2 separate regions of the Mus musculus genome follow, and region 2 is linked to region 1. Evidence: chromatin contacts called from public ChIA-PET data. All regions are on one chromosome and are shown on one strand. The core of a region is the stretch at or near the end of the contact, and the rest is flanking DNA. Distances in the headings are between cores, read along the strand shown. Region 1 has its middle 12 kb from the start of Ube4bos3. Region 2 overlaps Clstn1 (calsyntenin 1).

Region 1 (3,012 bases), core at 302-2,801:
TCCCAAATCTAAGGAGGGGCATAGTGTCCACACTTCAGTCTTCATTCTTCTTGAGTTTCATGTGTTTAGCAAATTATATCTTATGCTCTAGAGATGTGGTTTCCGCATGGCCTTAGTCTTCGAGGTGGTATGCAAGGCCCCATAATGCAGAGCCTGCAAGACAGGGAGTGGTGGTTTGAGTGAGAATAGCGCCCCCTATTGGCTCATATATTTGAACTCTTGGCTCCTACATAGTGGATGAAATTGTTTGGGAAGGATCATGAGGTGTGACCTTATTGGAGGAGGTGTATCACTGAGGGTGGATCAGATTTGAGGTTTCAAAAGTCCACGCCATTTTTCTTTGTCTCAGTTCTTGTGAATCAGATGTGAGCTCTCCGTTACTGCTCCGGTGCCTGCCCGCCTACCTGCCCGCCTGCCTGCCTGCCGCCACATTCCCAGCCATGATGGTTAAGGACTAATGCTCTGAAACTGTAAGCAAGCCTCCAATTAAATGCTTTCTTTTATAGGTTCCATTGGTCATGGTGTCTTTCTTGGCAGTTGAAAAGTAACTAAGACAGAGAATATTTTCAAAGGTGGGCTGCACCATTCATATAAGCAGCCAACTCTGCAGTAGCTAGAAATTAGCTCCGCATTCTTATCAATAATGTGTTTTCTGTGCAAGACCTTTAGGTTTAAGAAGATTAGAAGGCCATTTCATCAGCAATTTCCTCCCATCTCCGAGACGTTATGGGTGTCTTGTTATAAGGAGCAGAAAGGTAGAGAAATAAAACGCACAGGTCTGTATAAATGTACAGACAGGGAGGGTGTGCATACGAACATATGTGTTACATATATTTGAAAATGTCATAATGAAATCCAGTATTTTGTATACTAGAAATTTAGTAATAACAATTATGGGTGCGCTGGCTGTAATTCCTAGGCTCCTAAGATAGAGACAGGGGATCCTGAAGCAAGCTAGCTAGACAGACCATACTGGCAAGCCTTGTGTCCCGTGAAGAGAACCCACTTCAATAAATAAGGTGGAGAACCATCTAAATGATACTTGTGCTGGGCTTGGTGGTGTACACCTTTAATCCCAGCAACAGGGAGGCAGAGGCAGGCAGATCACATGCACCCACGTATACATGGAGACATGCATGTGTGCATGTACATGGCTGTACATGATACATACAGACACATAGAAAAGAGAAAGCAGGACATCACGGTGCGTGCCTTTAATCCTAGCAACCGAGAGACAGAAGCAGGCAGAGCTCTGTGAATTCAAGACCAGTCTGGGCTACATGGCAAATTATAGACTGGCCATGGCTACATAATGACTCCATATATCTTAACAAACAAACCAACAAACAAACAGGTAAACAGAGACTAGGTAAACAGAGAAGTACTGATAAACAACCATCTCTGTCTGTCTTGTGTCTGATCAACATACACACACACACACACACACACACACACACACCCCTTCACCAAGAGTCTTAAGCTATCGCAATGCCGAAGAGCCTCTAACCTCCCACAATGCACTGTGCCTTCCACTTCCTCCCCTTCCCTCAGTGGCCAACATGCTTAGCTTTCAACAAAACAGCATGAATAATTTAAACCACTACAAAGCGATACACGATACAAAAGGTCAGAAGATTTAGAGACTCTGCTGGAAACCAGCAATATCACAAATCCTCCACTGGCCCTGGGATCCCAGGGGCTTTGGAAATGACTGGAGCAAGGTCCTTGCTCGTGTTTCTTTATGACAAAATAAAGGAGTGGCTTAGAGTACCAGATCCCTTGCTTAGTATTTGTGGGGCCTTGGGCTTTACCCCATTACCCAAACTAAACACAAATCAAAACAAAGAAAGATCTCTTTCTATTTCTTAGGCTATTTTTAACCTATGACATCGGCACTCCTCCCATTGAGAAACGGGTTTGTATTCCCAATCTTTGAAAGCCACACCACCTGTGTCTGCAACAGATGGAGGTCTTAGAGGTCACTGCAGATGTGCTAGGCAAGAACCAGATGTGGAGACCTTCAGGACAGCTTAGCCCCAGCCACAATTAGACCACGAACATGTAAGTTCCCTCAGTCAGCCTCAAAACCCCTGAGCTCGGTCAAGCCACACCACGATTTACGATGATAAAAAGCACAGTTTCTGGTTTAACCCACAGGCTTTAGGTGATCTGCTTAAGAACAAGGGCTAGGTGCTTAGAACTAGAAAATGAACCCTATCACAGCAGACACTGGCCTGGGACCGAGAAGCTGGCAGAGACAGGGGCATTGAAAATTGTTTTGTGTGGGTTTGGGTCTCAGGTAGCCCAAGACAGCCCCAGAGTTCTTATGAGGTGGAGACTGCCCTTGAATGCCTGACTCTCTGGCCTCTACCTAATATCTGAGATTCCAGGCCTAAGCCCTTCAGTGCTTGGCTTCTAATGCTTATTTTATTTATTGGTTTATTTATTTTTTACAGTTTTTCCATGTAACCTAGGCTGGTCTCATCTTGTGTGCGCTATGTAGCCAAAGGTGACCTTGAAGTCGCAATCCTCCTACATCCGTGATGACATGTTGGGACTTCGCTGTTGCTACCATGTTAGCCTACCACACTGATTTAAAGTGCTCAGATGCCTCCAGTCTGACAGCTTTCAGTCATACCAGGAACCATAAGCCCCATATTTATGTCGCCAGTCCAGACTTCTCTTATACTACAGACAGATATCTATATCAAGCCTGAAATCTTTACACTTCACCCCAAGCCGCTCCACTCAGTATCCCCAACATTGTCCTCGATGTCCTTTGAAGTCACGTGGCCTGTCTACTTGACTACGGCTGCACTTCCTCTAATCTATTCCCAAACCTCAATCACGGAACTCGACCTATTCCAGAGTCCAGCCTCTCCCCTCCCCCGGGTTCACTGCACTTGCTTTGATCCGAGTCCTGCGCAGTTGACTATCTCCTGGATTATTTTAGGAGCATCACAAATGCGCTCGGCTTATCCTCTTTTCTAAGAATAGCGGTGAGAAGGGGAG
Region 2 (3,012 bases), core at 149-2,648, 330 kb after region 1:
CCGGGCTGCACATCAGCGAACGATGCGGGACCAGGACACGGGGAAGGAGAATGAGATGGACTGGGATGACTCTGCCTTGACCATCACCGTCAACCCCATGGAGGTAGGCACAGAAGGGCCAACCACAAAGCGCCACGGAGACCCAGACCCTGGTCATGTGCTTGCAGGTTGGGTCAGTGAGATTAGATTAGGGGGGTCACCTTCAGATGAGGAAGCCCTTGCTGAAGGCCTCCGTGAGTAGCATAGGCAGGCAACTGACGCTCTTGGCTTCTTTACCCCAAGATGTCCGTGGTATGACAGGACTAAGCTCCGCCCCTCTGCATTGAGCACCCCATCCCATGTGAGTGGTATCCATGTTGCTAATGAGAGCGTCACCTGCCGGGTCACTTTGGCGAGGCGACTCCCAGTACCACTCAGGCCCTTCTGTCACTGTGGGGTTGGCTGTGTTTTCCTTTGTGGCTTTTAGTAGATAGACACTGGGCGATGGGGCTACAGGCTAGATTTACGCCGTCGTCTCTTTGCCAGACATATGAGGACCAGCACAGCAGTGAGGAGGAGGAAGAGGAGGAGGAGGAGGAGGAGAGCGAAGATGGGGAGGAAGAGGAAGACATCACCAGTGCCGAGTCTGAGAGCAGTGAGGAGGAGGAAGGAGGCCCCGGAGACGGCCAGAATGCCACCCGACAGCTGGAATGGGATGACTCCACACTCAGCTACTAAACCCGCACTCAGCGCCTGCTCTCCAGACTCTCTCCCAGCCCCACGGGTCCACGATGTACAAAATCATTTTGACCAGCAGGTCTGCAGACCCTTCCCCCACTGCTCAAAGTCCTCCCGTGCTTGGTGTGTGGGACCACCGGCTCCACCCTCCCCGCCCATCACCATTGCAGTTTTGCTAGAAGCTGGCGCTTCCTCCCCAGGGCAGGGGCCCCACAGCACCTCAGACCCCAAGTGTGTCTGGAGTTCCCTGTCGGCCAGGGAGAGGACACCAGCACCTGGGACCTCCAGAGAAGCCGCACTGAGCGGACTTGTCGACAGAGGGTGAAAAATTACTCCCACGCAGTCAGTAACCATTTCTCTTATTTTTAAAAGTTTTTTTATTTTTTTTTCCCAAACTAGTGCATGTATAAAGTGGGAGAGCAGAGGGGGTTAATATGTAGATGGCCAACCGACTTTTTAATATTTTGTAAATAAATTGGGATTCTGTGTGTCCTCTGTGCTAGTAGTCCAGGACAGGAATGTAAAGTCAGAATGCGGGGCCAGGAGGGCCTCTTCCTCCCTCTTCCCTCCCAAGAAACCAGGTTGGAGAGGCCCAAGTCACTGGGGCCCACCCTTGCTAGGGTTTCCGTACAGCCACGTGGCCGGGGCCATGGCTTTCAAGTGCTGTCTGGGGGGGCCAGCCCCACGAGCCTCCAACCACATTAGAGGCTGGGAACAGCCAGGATGTTGCCAAAGCCCCTGGCCTTTCCTGTACACGCCTGTGACTGGCAGCCACATGGTTTCTGCTTATTAACGTGAGCCTCCCTGTTGGTGAAATGGTGTAGCTGGGAACGGACAGCAAAGGTGCAGGCGGTCAGGCTCCTCGCTTGGAAGACCACGGTTCTGAGCAAGTCTGCACAACAGCACCAAAAGGAGACCCCGAGGCCCAAAGATAAACTGCTACAATGCTCCAGAACAATCTTTTCTCTCCTCCCCAGAGGCCCCATGGGATGCCGCGTGCTGTTGGGTTTGGGCTAAGATCTAAGACCCAGCAGATAGGAGACAGCAGGTACCACCCACACAGCACAGCTCTTCATTCACAGTCAAGAGTTTAGACTGCTCCAGCTGGGACATCCAGTCCTCGCTGCTGTTGCTGCTAGTTCGAAGGATGCCGCCGTGCTGTCTGTGGCCGCCCTCCCATGTCCTGTCCCCTGTAGCTGCTTTCTTAGATGGAAACAGGCTAACGAAGAGAGGGACACTGTCGTGTCAGTAGCCGCAGGGTCCCCTTTAAGATGTGTATATCGACACTAGGTCAGAAAGTGTATGCGTTATAATAAAGTTCTGGTTCTAACTCCAGCCTGAGTGGGGTCCATTCTGTCATGTTTGTTGGGTACGGGTTGGGGCAGGGGTTGAGGGATTTATGAAGATAGGCTGGGCTCAAACTTAAAGCAATCCTCCTGCCTCTGCCTGCTCAGTGCTGGGATTACAGATGTCCACCATGCCGGGCAAGGATTATTAATTTTTATGGTACTAAGGAATGTACCTGAAGCTTTGCACTTCGCAGACAAGGGCTCAACCAGTACACTGTATCCCCCCAAGTCCCCTTGTTATTTGAGCCAAGAACTTAAGAACATAAAAACGTTTTTATTTCTTTTCACCTGTCTTTACCTGTTGTGTCAAGGTTGCACAAACTGGTCTCAGCCCCCATCAATGAGAGGAAAAAACTTAACAAAAAACCCGTCTTCCAGCCAAGTACACACCCAACCCAGAAAGGCCGAGCCTGTGCAGAATCTGCAGCCACACCAGAGAGCACCTAGACTCTTTTCAATAAATAACATGGCATACATACATACACACACACAGACACGTTTCCTATTTCAGAGTTGGTGGGGCAGACTAGGGGTTCAGCGGGTGCTGCGGAGGCACCACCGCTCACTGCTGGACCCTGGGCTCATCAACATGAAGGGGCTCCTTGAGCCATGTTCTGGGCTGCTGGCGAGACAGCGGTGATGGTTCTCAAAGTCTCAGAATGCTACCGGGAGATCCAGGTCCTGAGGTGGCAGCTGATACATGGAGATGTGCTTGGGGTGGGACGATAAGCATGTGCGACCCCTGAGCTGGGCTCTCTAAAAGCCGGGCGGGTGGCTGGCGTTTGGATCCCTGGGAGGAGGCCGAGACTGCGTTTCTCGAGTTCCTCTGACTGCCCAGACTACACTGAATTCCGTTCTCGTCCTTGCTCACACTTTTCGAGCCTAGCTCCCCAGCTGCCTTCTGCGATTTCAGCTCTGGAAGAGATCAGTCCTGTCCGTCCATAAA

The links. ChIA-PET counts read pairs in DNA pulled down with a chosen protein or histone mark.
Region 2: a contact with region 1 is called in an RNA polymerase II ChIA-PET map of memory CD8 T cells, with 5 read pairs. The contact joins two enhancer-like sites. A contact is called at or near these places in 2 of 39 promoter capture datasets (cranial neural crest and hippocampal neurons), 1 of 484 Hi-C or Micro-C datasets (olfactory sensory neurons), 1 of 115 datasets of contacts at active chromatin or transcription factors (memory CD8 T cells) and 4 of 9 other capture datasets (adipose tissue, embryonic stem cells, liver and 1 more).

Annotation. Positions count from the first base shown.
Region 1 is chr4:149,320,955-149,323,966 of GRCm38.p6, forward strand. No RefSeq gene overlaps it. Among named protein-coding and RNA genes, the nearest start is that of Ube4bos3, 12 kb to the right of the region's middle. Within about 2 kb of position 1,552, at least 32 of the 459 cell types and tissues checked have an H3K27ac peak or open chromatin away from gene starts, as enhancers often do. A contact at or near this core is called in memory CD8 T cells, where this site is marked.
Region 2 is chr4:149,646,848-149,649,859 of GRCm38.p6, forward strand. Clstn1 (calsyntenin 1) reads left to right here. Exons shown (of 19, transcript NM_023051.5): 18 at 1-103; 19 at 526-2,052. The coding sequence ends at 717. It overlaps Pik3cd (phosphatidylinositol-4,5-bisphosphate 3-kinase catalytic subunit delta), which reads right to left. Exons shown (of 22, transcript NM_001164052.1): 22 at 2,321-3,012. Among named protein-coding and RNA genes, the nearest start is that of Mir7023, 7.2 kb to the right of the region's middle. Within about 2 kb of position 1,399, at least 56 of the 459 cell types and tissues checked have an H3K27ac peak or open chromatin away from gene starts, as enhancers often do. A contact at or near this core is called in memory CD8 T cells, where this site is marked.